4 separate regions of the Mus musculus genome follow, and all the other regions are linked to region 2. The links are chromatin contacts, called in public HiChIP or PLAC-seq and promoter capture Hi-C maps. All regions are on one chromosome and are shown on one strand. Each heading gives the region's core, a stretch centred on a gene start, on an enhancer-like site or on the middle of the called end of the contact. The rest is flanking DNA. Distances are from core to core; before and after follow the strand shown.

Region 1 (5,360 bases), core at 2,666-5,165, 430 kb after region 2:
CAATCGGGCTCCCTCTAGTGCTGTCCGTGGTGCTGACTCGCACTGCCTCTGAGCCTCTGCTTTCAATAGGCAAGGGCTGGAGTGACGGTTTTGCGGGTAAGAGATGCTGGATACACACTTGGTCTTGGGCGTCCTGAGCCAATACTGATCCTTTCAGAGCCCACAACAGATCAGTACAGATATCACCAAAGTCGAACTTGGTGAACCAGTGAGTTCTATTGGTGTTACTTACAGGAGCAGAAATGACTTACAGACAAGCTGTATCACCAAAGCTCGATCCAGCATGAGTGACAGCTTACAAAGCTGAGAAGCTGGAGCCCACCGCACACCCTGGAGACAGACAGCTAAATAGGTTGGAGAGTGTCCTTCCAAGTGATTCAATTGGTCTAAACCTCTTCCAGGCAGCTTAGCTGGTTTCTGCTTCCTCCAGGCAGCTGGTCTGGTCTAGGAGTCTTCTTTGCAGCTTTGCTTGTCTGAGAGTGACTCTCAGCAGCTTGTTTACTTTGGGAAGGAGAGGCCTAGCGAGTCTGGTCAGTTTCAGGGACTTCCTGAAGCCATTTTGAGATATTTGCCTTCCTGCTTAAGGAGCTTCCCTGAAGACTGGAATGTTTCCCTCTCAGAGAAAACTGTCATACAACTTGTTCACCACTGGGCTACTGCCACCTGAGCCCCTTTCATACTATTTCTACAGTTTGCATGAGTACCCTTCAAAGTCTACATGTTAAAGACTTGGTTCTTAGGATGCTCCAGGGGGGTGCTGTGAGCCTTTACAAAACACAACTGAGTGAGTAGGAATGGTCCCCACAGACTGGTATGTGTTTATGCTTGGTCCATAGGAAGTAGCATTATTAGGAGGTGTGGCCTTTTTGGAGTAGGTTTGGGTTTATTGGTGGACATGTGTCACTGGAGGCAGGTTTTGTAGTGACACAGTCTTTGTTTCCTGCCTGCAGATCAAGACGTTGAACTCTCAGCTCCTTCTCCGACACCGTGTCTGCATACTTACCTCCATGGTTCCCACCATGATGATAATGGACTAAGCCTCTGAAACTGTAAGCCAGCCCCAACTGCTTTTCTTTATAAGAGTTCTTGTGGCACATGCCTTTAATCCCAGCACTTGGGAGGCAGAGGCAGGTAGATTTCTGAGTATGAGGCCAGCCTGGTCTACAGAGTGAGTTCCAGGACAGCCAGGGCCACACAGAGAAACCCTGTCTCAAACAAACAAACAAACAAACAAACAAACAAACAGAGTTCTTGTGGCCATAGTGTCTCTTCACAGCAGTAGAAACCCTAAGACAATGACTTTATATGAGGTTCTTAGGTTGTGGGGACATGCTCCCAAAAGCAACCGTGGGACTTGGTCTTGTCATTCTCTCTGCTTCATGGTTCATGATGCAAAGGGTTCTCTCCACCATGCACTCCCCAAATGATATGCCCTTAGCAATGGCCTACAGCAGTGAGATGCTCAATCTTTGACTGAACCTTCGGAATTCTGGGCTAAATAAACCTCCTTATATATTGGCTACCTCCGGTCTCATTGTGGTAACTCGATGTTACTAATGTTTAGTCACTAATGACTAATGTGACTAAATGTACCGATCAAATTACATCACAGTGTGTGGGAAGCGGTTTCCGCTGTGCCTGTGTGGCTTAATTGGTAAACAAGCAATGTGCGCATGTGTGAGAGTGTTTTTCGTGCCAAGTCACGGCCCATCCCGGGGAGTGGTGATGCGGCTCTGGGAGAGCAGCCAATCAGGTGTGGACACGCCACACTAAGGTGTATATAAGCAGCGCCTTTTTGATGCTTGGGGTCTTCCTCTTCATGTTGAAACTGGTGTAATAAAGTTGCTGCAGAAGGATCCGGTTTCTCACACGTGTGTTCTTGCTGGCGAGACAATAGCGCGTGTGAGAACAGTGGGCACATGCACAACTGCCAAAGAGCATGGCAACAGGCTCTTCTCTCGTGACAGCTCCTCCTACAGTGTGCGAGAAGCAGAGGCATTGTATGCATCCTACCTGAGCATGCCCTCAGATTCCCCTTCGTTTGCATCCGTGTTAGACCTTGAATTATGCAATCTCAGTAAGACATAGACACTTAAATGCCACCTGGAAAGCACCAGACAGTCTGGCGGGGATGGGGTGGGGGTTGGGGGGGGCCCTACAGTTTCTGTAAGAGATCAGCATTAGCTCAGGATACTTCAAGACCAAGGTCTCCTACAAAAGAGATTTATTTGCCCCAGAGAGACAAGGGCAGGGAATAAGAGATAAATGCTGGAGATAGAGGAGGAGGCAAGGGGGAGGGAGCAAGAGAGAGGGGGGATTTCTCTAGAATGAGGCAAAGGACTGGGATAGAGAGGAGACAGATGCGGCACATTCTGCAAATGGCAATTAGTAAAGGCTCAAAGGGAAACCCCCGTGATAGGATGAGGTGTTTAATTTTGATTGGACAGGTTGATTTGGATAGGCAAAGGGAGCTTTTGATTGCTGGACTTCAGTGCTTTGATAGCTGGACCTTGATAGCCAGCTTCAGGAGGAGGATGTGATCTTACAGTTTTCTTAGCAAAGCATTGGGAACAGGAGAGAAGGGCAAGGCCTGCCAGAGCCGTGTTTGCCAAGCTCTGGACAGCTAGAGCCGCTTCGCTTTCCAAAAGTTGTGTTCACAACTCGGGGTCTGACTTGGGGAAAGAGTGATATTTAAAAGAATCCACAAAGGAAAGCAGATAATTGACTAAATGACATAAGTGACGGGAAGGACGTGGCTGCTAGTATACATCAAAATGTTGAGCAGTCACCAAAGGTCTCGAGTGCCCTGTGAGCAGCCGACTCACAGGACACGCCTGCTCTCCCTTACTGTCCCGTTCTTTTCTCAACATGTTCGCACGCACGAAGACTTCAGAGAACAACTTTTGGGTGTCATTTTTTTCCTTCCACCATGTGGGTTTCTGGGATTGAACACAAGTAGTCATCAGATTTTGGGGAAAGTGACTTTACCCACTGAGCCATCTTGTTGGCCTTTATGGTTCAGTTGTAAGTCTATCTATTTATGTTTTGCCTTTAATTGATAAATCATAGTAGAGTTAATAGGTTAGTATAGTTAATAATAACCTGTACTAGGTTAGTTAACTATCGAGGCATAGTGAGACATGCCTATCATCCTAGACTCAAGAAGCAGAGGCAGGAAGATCAGGAGTTCAAGGCCATCCTTAGCAGTCTGAGCTTCGTGAAACTGTTTCAAAAACACAACCAAGAGACCAGAGACCTGGCTGCAAGGTTAAGAGCACTGGCTACTCTGGTAAAGGTTTAATCACAGCACCCAGCAGGGTTTCCGTAACTCCAGTTCCAGAGGATCCAGCGCCCTCTTCTGGCTTCTGTTGGCATTGTATTATGTGGTACACATATAAACATGGAAGCAAACCATCATGCCCATAAAATAAAATACATACAAATAAAGAAAACTTTTTTTTGTTTTTGTTTTTTTTTTTGGTTTTTTTTTTTTTTTTTTTTGGTTTTTTCGAGACAGGGTTTCTCTGTATAGTCCTGGCTGTCCTGGAACTCACTCTGTAGTCCAGGCTGGCCTTGAACTCAGAAATCTGCCTGCCTCTGCCTCCCTAGTGCTGGGATTAAAGGCGCGCGCCACCACGCCCGGCAAGAAAACTTTAAAGACTAATTTTAAAACTAAAATTAAATTTAGAAACTTAAACCGATTGGTAGAAATGTGAAAGAGACCCCCCCCCTTCAACAGAAAGGATGCAACCGCTCTTCTGACTGCTAGGTAGCAATCTCAAGGCTCGCCAGCAAATGCCCGGAGGACACGCGTGCGCACTGCTCCTCGGCTTCGCCGTTGGAGCTACGCCTGCGCAGACGGCGAGACACGCGACCCCCTACCCGTGCGCATTGCGCTCGTGGACGCGCCCTCGCGTGCACGCCCCGCGCCTCACGGCCCCGTTCTTCCCGGGTCTCAGCGAGCAGCGGTGCTGACCCCGCGGTCCGACATGTCGCAGCTGCCCGCAGTCAGCAGCGCCCCGCAGACGGGAGCAGCGAGCCGCGACCGCCGGCTCCCGCAGGCCGAGGTAGGCGGCGGGCGGCGTGCGCTCCCGGGTCCGGCGCGACCTGGGGAGACCCGGGGACGCCCAATGGCGGCGGCCCGGGAAGGCCCCGCAGCCCCGGCGGCGGCTGCCAGGGGAGGCCGGGTGGCTGCAGCCCGGGAAGGCAGGGCGGCGGCGGCCCGAGGAGGCCCTGGGGCGGCGCCCCGGGGCGGCGCAGCGGCCCGCGAAGGCCCGGCGGCGGCGGCGGCGTCCAGGGAAGCCCGGATGGCAGAGGTGGCCCGGCTGCTGGGCGATCCGCTGGAGGAGGAGGCTCCGGAGGGCAGGCCCCGGTCCAGGGCGGGCGGCCTGGCGGCGATGCCGTACATGCGCTTCCGCCACCCCCTCAGCGTCTTGGGCATCAATTACCAGCAGTTCCTGCGCCACTACCTGGAGAACTACCCGATCGCCCCCGGCCGGATCCAGGAGCTGGAGGAGCGCCGGCGGCGCTTCGTGGAGGCCTGCCGAGCCAGGGAGGCAGCCTTCGACATAGAGTACCTGCGTAACCCCCAGAGGGTGGATTTTGACATTTTAACGTTTACCATAGCCCTGACTGCATCAGAGGTGATCAATCCTCTAATAGAAGAACTGGGTTGCGATAAGTTCATCCACAGAGAGTGAAGAGTCGGACTGCGGGGAGGGCACGGCACCAAGACCTCCGCATCCAAGTGAAACCCCATCCTGCAACTTGGTTTTAAGAAATCAAACGGATCTTGAGAGGCAGCGCTTCCTCAGAGGGAGGAAAAGCGTCAGAAAATTGGGGGTGGGGAGGGAAAGCATCGTAGACTCCTACCGTTTCTTGAGTTTATGATCAGTTGAAATTTCTTGTGTTATGGAAAAGGTCCATCCTCGTGGCTTCGTTAATAAGTAAAGGACGGTTTTGTAAAACTGTAAAGACTTAAAATTGCCAGTAGTAGAGCCCACGACGAAGAAGACTCGAAGAGAAAGCTGGTTTTAGGACGAGGTTTCTGTGGAGAACTTGACCTTGTCAGAGCAGGCAAAGTCTTCACGTCAGCGTCAACAAGCGTGTATAGTGTAAGAGGGATTTTGTGTCTCAGACATTGTGAATGGCGAACAACATAAATATTGTATATAGTATGTGATAAATCGTGTTTCCAAACATACCAATTTTCTGGGATTTTATTTTCCATTTTTCAAAAGTTTTTTTTTTCCGTCATTGCTTTGTAATTAATCTATTCCTAAGTCCCAAGACTATGAAGGATTGAGAGTCTTCTGTCCTTCTCTCCTTGTCCCCATGCCTCATGCAGCCTCTGAAGGCAG
Region 2 (5,211 bases), core at 122-2,621:
AAAGATGGAGCAGACCGACCAGAATCACACTGTGGAGAGAAAGGAGGACGGAACACATTGGATGACAGAAGGCTAAGCATCTTTATAAATGATCCAAAAGCCGGTGAAACAAAACCCAAGCTTTGCAGAAGCAGTCACTTGGGTCTGTCTGGAGACTCCTTGCCTACCTCAGTAATCTGCTCGTGGGATAACTCAAAATAGATGGAGTCTTTAATATTTAAAAGTGCAATACAAAATATATGAAGTAATAGATGCCCCGCCAAGAAAAAAGGATAAAAGAGAAAGCTTTCCACAGCAACATCTTCAGGTAATGAGCGTTTCTCCCACAGGTGAGCGTACAGGAACAGTTCCCTTTCCAGATCCCCTCGTGTCATTAGAGCTTAAGTGTCTCCATTTTTATTGACTTCACTCAGAGTTGAGATGCTGTCCAAATCAGCTATGCTCTGTTGCTCTTGGAGGGTGTTGTTCTATCAGTTTTTTAAATTGACAACATTTGAATGTGTTGATTGATTTTGCTATCATTCCCTATTGTTCTAGCGGGACTTCCCCCCTCTTCATGTTTAAAGGTGTGCTATTTGAGTATACTCTGAGTTAATTTTGTTTATGTATTTATGTACTTATTTGTTTGAGACATTTGGGGTATCCTCTGAATTTTAGTTTATTTAGTCCTTTCAAGACAGTAGGAGTGTATTCTGAGTTTATTTTTAATTAATTTTTTTCAGACACCTCCTCTGCCTCCTTAGGGCGGTGACTAAAGGCATGTGCCACCATAATCTGAGTGTATTTTAGTTCTTAGACAGGGTTTCACTGGGTAGTCCTCGGTGGTCTCTTCTCACAGACATGCAGCTGGCTGTGCCTCCCCATCGCTGGGATAAAAGCCATTGCTACCACGCCCATGTTTACTGTCACTTGATGACTTGGCCTCTTTATTAATCTACCTCCATTTTATAATCGACCTGAGTTTTCTTTTGATCATGCGAAGATGGTTACTTTGAATCTGCTAGAGTATTTATCTTTAATATATTTTCTGTAGTTAACACATAGCTGGGTCTGACTTTTCAAATCTAAATGTGGCAAATTTTGGCGTTTAGACGATTTACAGTACTTTTAATGCGATTAGTTTTATTAAGAGGCTCGTCTAGCCTGCCTAACGGACACAGTTCTGTTGGTACATAGCGATACGGTCCTCAGTCACATTTTCTATCTAAAGCAGGGAATTCAGACTCCTCCGTCTTCTCTACAGGAGAAAGAAAATCAGTTACGCGGAGAACCGGAAGTACCTTTTGCTCAAAGGAGGGCGCCTCCCCTTTAAGCGCGCACCCACGTGGGCACTCCCACAAGCCACTGGACTCGGTTTTCTGATGGGCTGGCCCGAGTTGCACGCCGGGATCTCCGGGACGCTCCAGGCTTCTCCAGGGCTTTGCTTGTGACAACTGTGTTTTCCGGGACCACCGCGCCGGAAGTAGCGCATAGGCTTTTGGTTTATGTCTCCCCAGAGTAAGACCGGAGCCAGCGGGCTGGGAGGGGTGTGTACAGGCGGTGGGGTGGCTGTATGGTGTGTGTGTGTGTGTGTGTGTGTGTCTTTGAGTCTAACTGTATACACACCTTGAGCTCTCTGCATAATCTGTGTCTCTGTGCTTGTCGCTGTCTGCTCCTGCTTTCTCTCAGGGACACAGGGACTAAAGCAGAGGACCAAGCTTCAGTAAGGGGAGGTCAGGTGCGGGGTCTGAAGGGAAGCTTTCCCCGAGGCTCAGACTTGAGCTTAGGGCTATAATTTAAGGACGGGGGTGTCGTCTTGGAGGGAGGGTACTTGTTGAGTCCCCTGACTTTCTCAGAGCTGCAGCCATTGAGCATGCTCTCAGATATGGTCTGCGATCTCATGCTTACTCAGGCTTCCCTAGGTGGCCATTCCAAAGGAGGGCTGGAGAGGGATGTGGATTCAAGAATGAGTTTTCTGTTTCTGTTTGAAAAATGAGGTTTTAGTTTTAGAATATGGAATGGAAGTGAGGGAAGGAGGAACAGGCGAATTGATACCTCCACCATTGTGTCCCTTACATTGTCCCTGCCCTTTCCACTTAGTTTCAATGATCCGTGGCGTCTTCTCCCACAATCTCTACCTTTTCCTGAGATGTTGTAACTAGGAATTTCTAGAGGGTAGCGTTAGGGCTCTCAACTAAATCAATTTGTATCTTGATGGTGTCACACCTCAGATGGCCTTTGATCTTTACAGGCCTTCATTCGAAGCAAGGGAAGAATGTAGGCGATAGATGGTCTGGTCACCAGGGAGGATTTGGGGAGTGGGAAAGTAATAGCACTGAATTTGGCATCCTTGAGGACTAGGTATTTTGTGTGTGTGTGTGTGTGTGTGTGTGTGTGTGTGTGTGTAAAATGGGTAATGTTGGCCAGATGCAGATGAGCAATGCCATGTTTAAATATAGGGATGTGGATCTGTGGTATCCCGTTGGAGTCTTGGTTCTGTCCCCTCAGGCTCTCCAGGCCTGTCAGGAACCTTAGGATGCCTGTGGTGAAGTCTGTTAGCGCAGTGCCGCCATATCCTAAGGGCCTGGTGTGCTTTAGTTGTTGCTCTGTGAGGTCATTTTGGGTTCCTTACCTGGTTATTGCCGCTGGGACAGGGCCAGGGGATGTGGGCCACAAGCGTGGATGGCTGCTCCGGACCTAAGGCTGGTTTGTATAATCATGTACATTCCCTCTTTTAAGGAAAGTCCCCCCCTCTTAATGATAATGTCTCCGTGATAATCAAAGACAGCATGAGTCAAGGTGTGGCTAATGTCTCCACAAAATGGGACCTTCAGAACAGCACTTAAGGCTGTGGGAAAGAACTCTAAAAACATGGATTCAAAAACAAATAATTTCTCAAATAATGAGGATGCGGTATGAATTATATGAGGGGGCTTCAGGAAGAGCCAAGGCAGCTACAGTAGGAGCCAACTTGTCAGGAAACCACTAAGGGAGGAGGTAACGGGGATTAGGGAGTGGCAATTGTAGGAGATCCCACCCCGCTATGGTTTTTGTTTGTGCATTAAAGGGCAGATGGATTCCTGAGCTCAAGGTCAGCCGGGGACTCTTTAATTTAGGCCCACGAGTGGTATAAATGGTAATTTCCGTACAGGGTCCCACCCTGTTAGTTTATCTTTTGTGTAACTGCGGCAGGCAGATCTCTGAATTCTTTTGCAACTCTAAAAAGAAGGTTGTTTGTGTTTGCAGTCTCCTAAGAATTAAGGGGCAGGGTTGGGGGGGTGGGTTCCACTTGATGCTGATTCATTGGCTAGTCCAAAGGGAACCTGGAGTAAATGACTGGATTGATGTGTAAAATAAAAGACAAGGTTTTGATCTGCAAGAGATGAGTTATCCAGAGAAATTTTCTAGAACAGCAAGAGAGAACTTCTTGGAGAGCTGTCTCAAGCAGAAGAGAGAGAGAGAGTGAGAGAGTAGGTGCTATCTGGAAAGCTCCAGGAAACAGACCAGAGAGGAAGCATGCTGTTGAGTTGTCTCGGGCAGAGCTCAGGCTGCTGGCTTTGACTCATCCTGCTGTTTGACTTGGAGTTCTTTGATTTTGCTGCTCCCAGACACCCCTTCCTTCCTCAGAACCCCTCTCCAGCCTGAGGCTGTTCCTAGGTAGTCATCGTGTTTCACAATGTATCTCTTGAGCGTCTGCTGTGGCTGACATTTTGTAGTCCTTGATCGGCTTCTTCCCAGCTCTCCCACTGTCAACGATGGCGCTGCACATCCAGCCTCCGCCACTCAAACCCCAGTAACCGGCATCTTACTGTTCCTAGGAGAAAACAGCTTCAGCTTCTGCATGAGTGAGGTCGTGGGTGTTTGTCTTTTATTTAAAGACTGATTGATTTTCTTCATAATTGTGTGTGGGGAGCTGTGTGTACATGAGCACAGGTGCCCTCAGAGACCTCAGGTACAGCATCCCCTGGAGCTGGACTTCCAGGCACTGTAGCTGTCAGGAAACTGAACTCTGTCCTCTGGAAAAGCCGTAGTGGCTCTCAGCCCCTGAGCCATCCCCAGCCCCCGCAATTGCTTTTTTCTCTTTAGTGTATTGCACGTGTTATTCTCCGTGTGCATCCATGTTGTAGTAAATGGTTCACTGTGTGTGAGCCCCATCCTCCATGTGCTTGGTCCATTCATGTGTTGGTGGGGTCCCGTATCACTGCTATGGAAATGATGCTGGAATGAAAGCGAGAGTGTGACTATCTCTTGGAAGTGTATAAAATGTATACATATTATAAATAATCATAGAATGCATAAATGTGTATGGTGGAGATGCTCAGTGGGTGCAGTGCCTGAAAGCATGGAACAGTGCAGTGCCAGATGCAGCAGTGCATGTCTGCAGTCCCAGCCCTCCTGTGGCAAGAAGTGGGGTGGAGACAAGAGAATCCCTGGCAGGCTGGCTAGCCTGGTGTACGCAGAGGGAGGAGGAAAGGCAGGATAACGGAAGAAGGAAAATCTATATGTAAATATTGTGGGCAGACAAAACTGTAAAATTTTATAAAATTATCTGACATGTACTTGAGAGGTGTCCATGCTGGTGCATGGCTGTAATCTCAGCATGGATGGAGGAAGGAGCTTTAGGAGTTCAGGGTCAGCCTGAGATATAGAAGAGGCCGTCTCAAAAACAAACAAACAACCCCACAGTGGATTGCACCAAGGCTTAGACCTGTTGGCTGGAGCACTGGGTCCCCATTTGGTGATGGCTGCTCCCTGGTGCAGCATCTTAGGGAGGTCTGAGGGTTGTGTGTGCTGCCCAGAGCTTGTGAGTGGAGGGTCAGTGCTGCTGAGTGTAGTACAGAGCACAAGATGGTCCTCACACAGCCCAAGACAGAACAGTTGTGTCAGCCGTGCGGAGGTTGAGAAACTCAGTTCTAAGATCAAAAAGACCTAGGACACCTGAACAAATTTAGTAATGTTTTGTTCAAAATCTCACATAATATGGAAAGAGGGAAACATATCAAACTCACCTCCTGTGACAGGATGTTTTACAGCTAATTATCTTCATAAAGGATCATGGCTTAATTGAGACAACATAAGTGTTATCATAGATGAGGGAAGGTTCTCAGGAGAGTGGTCCATGGTGCACAGTCCCATTCACTAACAGTGGGCACAGAATGCTGGACGCTGCCTGAGCACTGCAGCCCCTCCAGCCTCGCTGTGCTTCAGCCCTGAGTTTACACAGGAGGGGCC
Region 3 (5,506 bases), core at 2,256-4,755, 460 kb after region 2:
CAGCTCAGGCTCAGTGAGAGTCCCTGACTCAAAAATTAATTGAAAGCCGGGCGGTGATGGCGCACGCCTTTAATCCCAGCACTTGGGAGGCAGAGGCAGGCGGATTTCTGAGTTCAAGGCCAGCCTGGTCTACAGAGTGAGTTCTAGCCAGGGCTACACAGAGAAATCCTGTCCTCGAAAAACAAACAAAACAAACAAACAAAAAAAAAAACAAAAACAAAAACAAAAAAGATACTGACACTACAGCTGCCCCCATTGGCACATGGGTTCCCATCACAAGGTCCAGGCCCAGGTAAAAGGCATCCAGTGCTGGCAGGACCAGGAACCCTGGAGTTCAGGCAGCTACTGGTGGAGACAGGGACCGTGCAGAGGGGTCCAGTCCAGCCCTCCAGGCAACGGCATTCATCAGGCTCTTCACAGTAGCCGTGCTCGGGGCTGCAGCCTGGTCGACACACAGCTGCAGGAAGCAGAGGAGAGGCAGAAAGAACAAGACATGAATGCTAGAGCAGGTTGGGACCCAGGGCCCTCGGTTCCCTAAAGGAGATCAATGGGATATGAGAAGGAACTAGGATCCGCGCTTAAGTAGTAGCGCAGGGCACGCATAGGGACTCACACGGGGCTTCGCACTCGTCTGGGAATGGCGTGCAGGGTCGCAGTCCCGGGCCACACCGCGAGGGGGCACTGCGTGAGCGGCACAGGCGCGCGCAGGCGGCCCCGACGGCGGGCGGCTCGCACCGCGCGCGGTAGGAGAAGTGCAACTCCCATGTGCCTGTGCGCTGCACATCGCGGGCCCACGGGCCCCCAGCCGCCAGGCGTCTACGGCCGACCACACGTGCTAGCAGGTTCCAGGCGGGCCCTGCGGAAAGAATGATGTAGAGCACTGAGATTCAGGTCATCCCCACCCCTCCTGGGAATTCCTGGTTAGGTGAAGAGTAGAAGCCCTCCTTAGCAAGCCTGCCCTCCCCTTAATGCACCTAGGGACCTGCATGGCATATCTAGTGTTAAAATAACACTAACTCCTAAGATAACTCCTGTATTTGTTAGAATATTAAAATAGGAGACTTCTAACATCTTGTGCCATCAATAGCTACGGACAGGATCTCCAAAAGTGAAGTCATAGCGCCCCCTCAAGGTCTTATGCGTAGTGGCTCCACTCATGTCTAATCCCAGCAAAAGCCTCACAAAGGGCAGAGTTAAGCCAGATGGATGGCCTAGTACCAATGGAGGAGCCTTATCCAGAAAGCTAAAAAGAGACAACCAACCTCAAAATGGTGGTTCATGCTCACAACGCCAGCACTTGGGAGGCGGAGGCAGGAGAACTGTGAATTCAAGGACAGCCTGGGCTACACAGCAAGTTCAAGGCCTGTCTACATTATGTGACACCCTGTTTCAAGAAAAAGACTTAAATTTTAGGTGCAGCATAGTGGGGATAATTCCTATAATGGGCATTTTGAAGACAGTTTGGGCTACATGAGACATTGTTTCAAATACAAAATCAAGGCCAAGGAGATGGCTCAGAAGTAGAGTGTCCCAGGAATCTACTAGGGACTAGGAGCAAGGCTCAATGATGGAGTCTTGCATAGCATATGGGGAGTTCTTCTCTATTACAACAGATAAGATACAATAAATGGATTTTGGAGCCCTTTGTCTCATTTTGGGGTCAGAGATGCTCAACCTCTCTCAGGACATGGTCTTTACATTGCTACCATTAGGAATTTTGAATTATATTTATACCCAGATTGCCCACAGATCCAAAACCACTAGCCCAGCACCACATCCTAGGAGCTATGATGACATCACAAGCCCAGCAGGAATGCTCCACTTTAGAGGCAGCCCATTATCAGTCCTGAACTCAACACTGCCCCTTCCTACCCGTGAGACACCCACCTCCAGCATGCTCTCCCAGCTGCTCTCTCCAGGTTTCAATGACGAGGGAGAAGGTGCCCTGGTTGGACAGAGAAGAACGAAGAGAGGAAGCCGGTGGTCAGGGAAGCTCACTGACCTCCAGAACACAGCACGGAGTCTGGAAGCCAGCTCTGGGACTGAGCTACGGAGCATTCCCAGAAGGAGCTGCCCCGGGAGCCAGGAGCATTTTGGTCTCATTCTGGATACGCCATTGTGCCAAGTGTGTTTGCACATACCTGTAATCCCAGCGCTCAGGAGGCTGAGATAGGAGGGTTTCAAATATGAGGTTAGTTTGGGGTATCTAGCAAGACCCTGTCCAAAAGGACATACTAAGGTGTTCCCATCTACAGGTGAGGAAATAAAATATGGAAAAAGTTCCCAACAATGTCTACATTTCAAATACGGGCCCTGATTCTTTTTGAGATGTGCAGGGTACAGGGATGGGGACCAGGATTCAGTAAGTGACCTGATGTCCCAACCAAAAGAACTAAGGCTGGAAACATGAGAGATTAGGTGACCTCAAGAAAGTGCTTGAGAGGAGCCCCAGGTCCAAAGAAGAGATCTAGAATAAAGACAAAGACCCCAACTCGACTTGCTATTGCACCCCATAACTCCAGCACTTGGGAGATGGGAGTGAGTGAAGACAGGAGGATCAGGAACTCACGACCAGATTTAGCTACATAGTGAACTCAGAGACAGCCAGGCTTGTCTCTAAAAATACAAAACAAAATACAAACAATAACAACAAAACAGGATGAGAAGAGGATTCACTGGGTAAAAAACACTTACTGAAAACCTTAGTCCAACCCCCTGGGTCCCACATGGTAAATAAAGGGCAGAACTGAAATTGTCCACATATCGCTGTAAAGCGTATTCGTGAGTATAACACACACACACACACACACACACACACACACACACACACACACACACACAACCACAAAAAGATGAGAAGCCCAGTTTTAAGACATCCCTGAAGAGAATAGCGGAGGGGGTCTGGGAATGTGGGTTTCGGAGAGGAGGGGGTAGTAAAGGCTCTGGGGCACGGGATGGTGTCGGGAGCTGGGGGGGGACAGAAAGAGGTGGAGGTTGGACTCACCGGCCAAGCATCGCGGAAGGGCACACGTACGAGGCCATCAGGCAGCGGCAGGGCAGCCGCTGACTCTCCGGGGTGCTCCGTATAGACCGGGACGCTCGTGCTCAGTGCTGCGCCCAGGGCGCACAGGGACTCGGTGGCCTCCTGGGAGACTCCGGGCTTCAGGCAGACCCTGAAGAAGAGGCGGCAAGGGCCTCGGGCGTTGCAGGGGGAGCGTGGGGTCCCGAGGCCTGGGCCTGGCCCGAAAGAATGAATTTGTAGCTCGAAGACACCAGCTGGCAGTGCCTGGGACAGAGAGGGCCACAAGGTTAAGGGACCTAGGTATCTGTGTGCCCCATGAAAGTCTCTAAGACCTCCAGGTCTCGGCCCAACCCCATCTGTTCCTTTCCTTTCTGTATCTGACCTGAGGAAGAAGAAAAGCCAGGATCAGCGTCTGGGAAAGCGGAGACACCTGCAGAGAGACCATTGCTTTGGGGGACAGGATGGGGAAATAGTCTCAGGAGTCGCAGCTGCTGGATGCCGGAGTCTTATATTTGAGGGGACGCTCCGCCCCTTCAGGCCAGTCTTTTAGCTACCGGCCGAGAGGGGTCCCAGGGAAAGGGATACAGTAACTCTATGTGGGCGACTTGGTGAGGTTCATCCTGAGTGTGATTGCATGCGCCAATCTGAAAGCGGCAGGGGTTAATTTCTAAGATACTGTGCGTACTGAAGTGGGAGAACGGAAATACAGGTGCATTCCTCTCTATCATGTATGTACTTATGTGAGCTCCTGTCCGCTGTGGAGGACCCTATGAACCCATGAGTGCAGTGAATGCGTCTCCAGCCGGCTGTGTGTGAGGTTGTGTTTCGGAGCCCCACAGAGGAGGCGGTGAGGAAGAATCCTGAGTTCTTTGTGTGGACCCCTGTGTGTTTGTGGAAGACCTCTCGTGTGTATGCATGTGTGTTTCCCCTTCTTAAAACAAAGCCCCCCCTCCGCGAAGCCAGTATCGCCACCAGACGCCAGGCTAGGATCCTGGTCTTGGAGGGGCCTCCCAGCTGTATGTAAATGTCGCCATCTGCCGGGCGGCCGTGCCCCTCCCCCTTGGGCCGCAGCTGGGCCTCCCATTTGGGCTCAGGAAGGTGTGAGAGGCAAACGGACAGGAAATTAGTCTTCAGTCTTCGGGCACCAGGGCCCCACTCTCCACCCCAGATGAATGGAGCTGCTCATCCCACCCCGGGGGGCGAGGAGGTGGGATTTCGCAGGATCCAGGCAAGTAAAACAATTTAGGTGCAGGTGCCCAGGCTAGTGTGCTGAAGTCAGACGGTGAGCAAGGCTGCAGAAACAGAGGAAACCCACTCCCCACCCCCAGTAAATACTAAGTTAATACTCAGAGCTAGTAATTTTAGGGAAAATATAAGTTGCTCCTATATCCACATTTGTCTTGTAGAGGGGAGACGGCTATAGTCCCACTAAATGTTTAGTCGAAAAAGAGGCGTGGGTGGGCATGGCAGACCTGTAATCCCAGCAGTGCAGAAGCAGGACAAACAAGAGAAAGAAGCCAGCCTAGACGACATAAAGCCTTTCTCAAAACCAATACAGGAAAATACCACAAAACCCTACCACACCTGGTTTTGCTTCACCACGAGGCAAGGTGGTATTTCCAGAGCTCTGAATCACAAATAAAGCAGACTTTAAGGGATTTCTGAAAGTCTTAGCTGTTTAGGACTTTGTTACGCACAGAAACAGAGCCCCTGCTAAGGCCTGGGGTGTGAGGAGGATCCTGGAGCAAACACATTGTGAACAGCAAAGGCTGAGGCCCTGGGACGATCATGCCTGCCCGACCAGCCATCCCAGGAGCTTTTCCTCTCACTGTAGACTCTGCTGGCACACACCTTCCAAAGAGGCGCTCCAGATCATTCCATCCGGTCTAAAACAGCATCTTCCAGCTGGTGAGATGACTTAGGCAGGGCACTTTCTGCCAAGCCTGTTTTCACCCGTGGATCCACATGGCCAGGAACTACCCCCACCACTCTTCTCTTACCGGATGCCCATGCCTACTCTGCCCCCAGACATATAAAAATATAAAACAAACAAACACCTCTAAGGCCCCAAACCACTGCTTCTCTCCTCAGTTCTCTTTCCTGTGAACACTCCTTATGCCTGTTAGGTTAGCACTCCGGCTGAGCTACCACCCCAGCCCTTGCCTAGTCTGAGACAGAGTGGCCAGCCCAAAACCCTCCACACTCCTGCCTGCCTGTTTCCCGAATAGCTAGAATTATAGTCTTATGTGTTCCCCTTTTCTCTGCCCCCATTTTTTATCTCTATCCCCCCACAACTGCCTGCCTTACATCTCCCCTGAGGGAACAGTAGGACACTGCTTCCTAGCAGCCTTGTTCACTACTGTCTTGGGGTGTGAGGAGGGGACATGACTATACACACAAACGACTCCACACAGAGAGCCCTGGAGAACAGGGCATTTGGGGTTAAATGCTTCCCGCCTCATCATATGAGCACTGTCTCAGGGC
Region 4 (5,821 bases), core at 2,296-4,795, 290 kb after region 2:
GTAACAACAATGGGGGGATATAGCTCAGCCGTGCTGCTGCCTGAGAAGACCCTACTCAAAGACTGCAACTCACACAAAGCAAGGTCCTTGAAATACCTACAGAAAAAGAGTTTCAGAACAAGCCAGAACAGAGAGTACACACTCAGCCTGAGACATATACTTCACAGAAAGTATGGCCCTGGAATACTCATACTGCTGAGTTATACAGTTATGCAGGGATAACAACAAGAAAGCATAGGTTTGATATTCATATAAGTGGTTTATGCATATATCCAATCATAGCAGATTGGATCTCCATTTTAGGGCGTTTCTCCCCATGAGCCTCTTCCAAGGCCCTCAAGATAGGGTCTAAACCACAAAATACAAGGTATTATAATTAAGCCAGGCTCCTTTGAGGATGCAGAGCCTTCATCTGAGTGCATGCTCAGCAGCTGAGGAAGGTCCCTGGCACGGTAGCTTCAACACAGCAGAAAGACCTTAACTGTAGCTTCTCATAAGAGGACCTTCAACTCAAGAGCACGTCAGCCTGCTGGGGACAAAGCTACAAACCCTGCAGTTTCCTTCACTTCACACGTCTTCCCAGCTTCAATTTCTCCAACTGAATTGTGTGGGTATTGACATCATCAGTGGATTAACCCATCAGTACACTTAGATATTTATGGAATTTTTGATAGCTTATAGAACTAAGAGGCAGAGCCTGATTAAAGAAAGTAGGGCATGCCCTAAAATGGTATCTATCTATTTATCTATCTATCTATCTATCTATCTATCTACCTACCTACCTACCTACCTACCTACCTATCTTTTCTGCTACAGTGGCCCACTGTCATAATGTTATTGACTTGCCACTGGCTGAAAAGCAATGGACCTGGGTAATGATGAACTAAAATCACCACTGTATTGTGAGTGATAATAAGCCTTCAGTTCTCCTCCTTGGGTTGTTTGATTCAGACACTTTTGCTCCAGCCGTGAACAGTTCCTTACACAGAAGTGTTTAAACATGTCAGCTGGGGAGTGTCTCAGATTCATACTATAACACTTCACCTCTGGTCCCAGGAGAGGCATGGCCATCTGATAATGCAAAGTGCCAAAATGCATAATCCGAGAGTCCCCGAATGCTTAGCAGTTGCAGTATTAGTCAAAAGTCCAACAGTCCCCTCTGGGACTCAAGGCACTGCTAGCTATGAGCCCTTCAGTAATAAAATGTTACATTCTTCCATCACCCAATGGCATCGAGTAAATATTCTCATTCTATGAAAAATGGTAACAAGGAAGGACTGGAGCAAAAGACATACTCAAAACCATCAGGATGAATATTAAACATATTCATAGCTACAGCTTAGAATGCAGAGCATATGATTGCATCATTGGCTCCACCCTGGTTCTTATGGGCTTGGTCAGACCCCCGTGGCGTTGCCATTTGCAGCACTGTCTCCAGTCACTGCTGGAAGCCTTCCTTGACATACATACAATGCTCCTGGCACCACCACCATCATCCTAAGTGTCCATTGCAACTTGGGGTTCAGCTCCACTACCTCAGGCATTGACTTATGAGGACTACCCCACATGGACGCTGTCTCTGCTACATAGAGCCTGATAGAGCCTTTCTTCTGGTGGTGCAAGCCTTAGTAATCACCTCACTGTTCAGTCCCCATGCACACCTGCAGAGCCAGCGCTAATGCGCAAGATGCCAAGGTCCGCTGCCAACTCAGGGTGCAGCTGAATTCATTTGGACCACAGCTACAGTGGCTTCTTAGTTCCTGTGCCTCTGAACAGAGAAACATTCCCCTGAGGGGTCATTTTTTGAGCAAGACACCCCTTCCTCTGCACATGTCTCTTTTTAAAGAAGATTCTTTCCATTCACGTCATACCCTGAAAACGTCGGTGGGAGGAGTGTCTTCCTTGAGGCACCTTCCCCATTGTGTGAAGGTTTTCTTCAGTTGTACTGGTATTTTGGACAATTGCATCTGTTATCACTCACCTTGTCTGTAGTTTTAAATGCTCTTGGGTTCCCAAACTACACAGTACTCCACTTCGCTGCCCCACTTTCTCCGTCTGCTCTCCTTTTATACCTGGCTAGAAGCAGCCGGTGATAATTCCTCTACCAAATCACTCCATTACTTTGAGATTCAACCTCAACTCGATTTTTCTTGGGCAGCATGTAGCAAGGGTCTTTACCAGAATGGAGCATAAATAGCCTTTACCCCAATTCCCAATTGTCTCTATTGTCCCAAGTCTCTATTGTCCACATTTCTATTGGCATTTTGGCCAACTTCAAATTTTTCCATCACATTAGCCCTATATGCTCAGCTACCACCCCCAAAATCCTTCCACAAGCACAAGAACCACATGGTCAGGTTTAATTACACTAAAACCTGATCTTCTCTGGACCAATTTTCTGTATCTGTAACATTTATCTTTGTTGTGATAAAACACCTGAGAGAAGTAATGAGAGAAGAAATTCTTTTGGCTCATGGTTTGAGGGAGTACAGTCTATCATGGGGCATCATGGCTGGAGTGACTCCCTCCAAAGCAGGAGCATGGGTGGCTGGTCACCTCAAGCAAGCAAGAATCAGAGCAGGACAGAAGCAGGGACATGTATAACCTGCGAGGCTTGACCCTAGTAGCTTGCTTCTATTTATGAGGCCTTATGTCCGAAACCTCCTATTCCACAACTTCACAAAGTTACTGGTTACTGACAACCACATGTTAAAATACAATAGCCTGGGAAGACATTTCAGATTCAACCAATAATGTCATGGTTTGTACTGGCCTTTTGGGAGTCACTGACTATATCCCAGAAAGCTCAAATTCCCTCTGCTACTTTTTCTGCACCCTGATGTTCCATATCATATCTTAAGAAAATTCTCGATTAGGTGAGAGGAAGGCATATATTCACCCCAAGATTAGCCAGTCCCTTCTTCATGGAGAGAGATGGGTTAGGGGATATCTCAAATACCAAACCAAATAATTTTCTGAGATTGGAACATCATGCCCTACACAAGACTCAAAGCCAGGGCCTCAGACTATACATCCCTAGAAAACTATACTCACTGGTATTTAGAAACAAGATGTGGGTGGCTTCGGACCAGGGATCAGCCCATGGGGACTGTAAGGAGCCAGAACCCGGATATGGACCTTTAGATATTGTTATAAGTAAGGACTAAAGATCGGAATCTGGCCAGGAAGCCAACAAACATAACCAATGCTACATCACCCTCCGATCCCCATTACCTTGCTCAGGGAACCCAGTCCACTGGCACACTACTCTCCAGCTGTCCCTCTAAAGACAGCACTCTTTCAAGACCAGAGTTTTCCATAGCTCCTGGGGTGCAGCCACCATCTGATCTCACAGTCATCTCAGAACACAGGCTGTAGACTTATCCTTTGCCCTTCACAAGACTTCAGGACTCACTATTCCCTCTGGCCTGATATCAGCAGCCTCCTCCAGGAAGCTGGCACCATCTGCCTGGAAGATGGCCAATGGTGTGGCCCGAGGGAACAAGAAACGGGACTATATAGCTCAGTCCCCAGCCTGTTCCCGCAGCTCCGGGACCTGCAGGTGAGAAGAGATGGGGCTCTCTACGGAAGTAGGATGGATACTGTCCTCTCTTGCCTTTCTTTCTAGACCTCCTATCTTTCCCCTCAAGGCATCTGAATATCCAGTTCTCCCACCCATTTCCCTGGATTCAAAACCTCTAGCTCACTCCCTGCTACACTGGACAGCTCCCCACAGCCTGCTCACACCTGGTCCTATCCACCCAACTTCTGTCCCTACCCCAGCCTTCCTTGCCTCCAAGTACCCACTATGCTGGGTCTGCCCCCTTTTGTGATCTCCATGACAGTCTCCAACAGGACAGTAGGACAGCCTTATCTGAGCCTCCATCTCTCCCTGCTGCAGATATGGGATCCCTGTGGAGCTGTTGGGCACTCTGGGCTGGAGCAACCCTCCTATGGGGTAAGTCAGATTGAACCTCATCCACGTCCTGGGGCCTTGGACCATGGGAAACTGACCTGCCTGGGTCGGCATCTTTCATTTGTAAACCTTTCATAAACCCTGTCCCAGCCCCTCCCAGGCTGCAGTGGAAGTGAGAACATGCAAGAAATGAGGTGGGAGCCCCCACTCCATGTTTGGAGTGTTGAGAGTCTACCTGCTTCGATTGTTACGTGATTCTGTCTAAACTTCCATGATCCTCAACTTCCCTTCATCATCTTGCACCAAGATCTATTAAAACAGGAATCATACCAGCAACTGAATCCGGTCAGAGTGTATGCTCTCACAGGACTTTAAAGGGGGTGTGGGGTCTCAGACTTCATGTAAAGAGTCGGCTAACCAACCAGTTTCATCAGAAAAGTAGAAAATGTAGCATCAAAAATAAATCACCACAGCCAGGCATGGTGGTGCAAGCTGCTGTTTTATCCCAGCATCCAGGAGGCAGAGGAAGGTGGATCTCTGTGCATTTGAGGCCAGTCTAATCTACAGAGTGAGTTCTAGATCAGCCAGGGATACTTAGTTACTAAACCATAAGTGCAGTCAGCAAAAAAAAAAAAAAAAAAAAAACAAAAACAAAAACAGTGGCACCTTACTCGAGGTGAGTATGCTGCTTTGGCATCTACAGTCACCACCTGGACTGTCTCACACCGTTCTGTCCCTCGTCTGACCCTGCAGTGTCTGAGTTCAAGAGCCCTGTACAAGGTGCTCAGGCTTTGGGGCAGCCAAAGCCAGGAAGGCTCGGAGGTGGATGCTGCATACGTTAGGAAGGACATGGAAGCATAGGGAGAATTACTTCAACTGGTGCTCAGGAAGGCCCAGGGGCTGGGTTTGTAACGGGGAGGAACTAGGTAGCTGGACCCACAACTGCGTTTTCTTCAGGGTTGACCCGGGAGGCCACAGAAGACCCCAGGAATACTGGTGGGGAAGAATTCCTCACGGCCTTCCTGCAGAATTCACAGCCTGGGAACAGCAATTAATTATATAGGCTCAGTTATAAGCAATCTATGCTTTAACTTGTTAAAATATGCCAATGTCTCCCTCAAATGTCTGTGGAGAAACTGTGATTGTCAGACCCATATCACAGGACACCGTAGCCAGAGCACTGAACATAATCTCTCCAATGGCCCAGTGGTGGACGCTTGAGCTAGGACTTCTACTAAGGTCACCTCTACGACAGTTGTCTCCATTTTGCTAAAGACTCCATCTTTCATTTCCTATCCTCTGGCAACTTCTAGCCTGGTGGGATATCAAACTATAAACAGTTTAATGTTTCATCAGTTGCTCCTGGTCCTTCTTCACTACTTGACATTGCTCTGGACCAAGCTGTGTTGAACTGTGGAAGCAGAAACCCTGGGAGAGGAGCTTTCTCTGTGAGCCTGCAAACCTCAGTTTCCATGCCTGTACAAGGGGTGTTCTTGAGCCAACAGTGCATAGTCCACACTGTAGGAGGCCGCAGGTGTCTGTCTCAGGTACATTTCTAACTCCAACTCTCTTCCCTCCACAGCTCTGCTCACCCCAGCAGAGGCATCCTGCCAAGGCATTCAGTGTGCACCTGGGCAGCGCTGCCAGATGGTGAGTGGGAAGGCTAAGTGTTTGGCAGAGTCCACAGCTGTCTGCCGTGCCCAGGGTGATCCCCACTATACCACCTTCGATGGCCATCGCTATGACATGATGGGCACCTGCACCTACACCATGGCTGAGCTGCGCAGCAGCAAGGACTCCCTGCTGGCCTTTAAAGTAGACGCCAAGAATGAGCACCGGAGCTCCAACAAAGTCTCCTACGTGCGCTTAGTCACTGTGCATGCCTACAACCACACCGTGTCCCTG

Evidence for each region. Promoter capture Hi-C pulls out the DNA fragments that hold promoters and counts their contacts. HiChIP or PLAC-seq counts read pairs in DNA pulled down with a chosen protein or histone mark.
Region 1: a contact with region 2 is called in a promoter capture Hi-C map of neural stem cells. The contact joins the promoter of Eid2 here to the promoter of Zfp59 in region 2. A contact is called at or near these places in 3 of 39 promoter capture datasets (the C10 cell line, embryonic stem cells and neural stem cells), 4 of 115 datasets of contacts at active chromatin or transcription factors (embryonic stem cells and stem cell-derived neural progenitor cells) and 1 of 9 other capture datasets (macrophages).
Region 3: an H3K4me3 HiChIP or PLAC-seq map of embryonic stem cells shows a contact between it and region 2, with 2.3 times the contacts expected there. The contact joins the promoter of Dll3 here to the promoter of Zfp59 in region 2. A contact is called at or near these places in 6 of 39 promoter capture datasets (the C10 cell line, the HPC-7 cell line, HPC-7-derived erythroid cells and 2 more), 6 of 115 datasets of contacts at active chromatin or transcription factors (bone marrow-derived macrophages, embryonic stem cells and large pre-B cells) and 1 of 9 other capture datasets (macrophages).
Region 4: a contact with region 2 is called in an H3K27ac HiChIP or PLAC-seq map of embryonic stem cells, with 2.4 times the contacts expected there. The contact joins the promoter of 9530053A07Rik here to the promoter of Zfp59 in region 2. A contact is called at or near these places in 1 of 39 promoter capture datasets (HPC-7-derived erythroid cells), 1 of 115 datasets of contacts at active chromatin or transcription factors (embryonic stem cells) and 1 of 9 other capture datasets (embryonic stem cells).

What each region holds. Positions count from the first base shown.
Region 1 is chr7:28,263,966-28,269,325 of GRCm38.p6, forward strand. It overlaps Eid2 (EP300 interacting inhibitor of differentiation 2), which reads left to right and starts at 3,916. Exons shown (of 1, transcript NM_198425.2): 1 at 3,916-5,203. The coding sequence starts at 3,990. The coding sequence ends at 4,700.
Region 2 is chr7:27,837,213-27,842,423 of GRCm38.p6, forward strand. It overlaps Zfp59 (zinc finger protein 59), which reads left to right and starts at 1,372. Exons shown (of 5, transcript NM_011762.3): 1 at 1,372-1,497.
Region 3 is chr7:28,298,280-28,303,785 of GRCm38.p6, forward strand. It overlaps Dll3 (delta like canonical Notch ligand 3), which reads right to left and starts at 3,506. Exons shown (of 9, transcript NM_007866.2): 1 at 3,405-3,506; 2 at 3,005-3,286; 3 at 1,888-1,945; 4 at 614-856; 5 at 240-457. The coding sequence starts at 3,467.
Region 4 is chr7:28,125,921-28,131,741 of GRCm38.p6, forward strand. 9530053A07Rik (RIKEN cDNA 9530053A07 gene) reads left to right here and starts at 3,546. Exons shown (of 20, transcript NM_001164655.1): 1 at 3,546-3,562; 2 at 3,902-3,958; 3 at 5,499-5,821. The coding sequence starts at 3,904. It also overlaps the pseudogene Gm21925.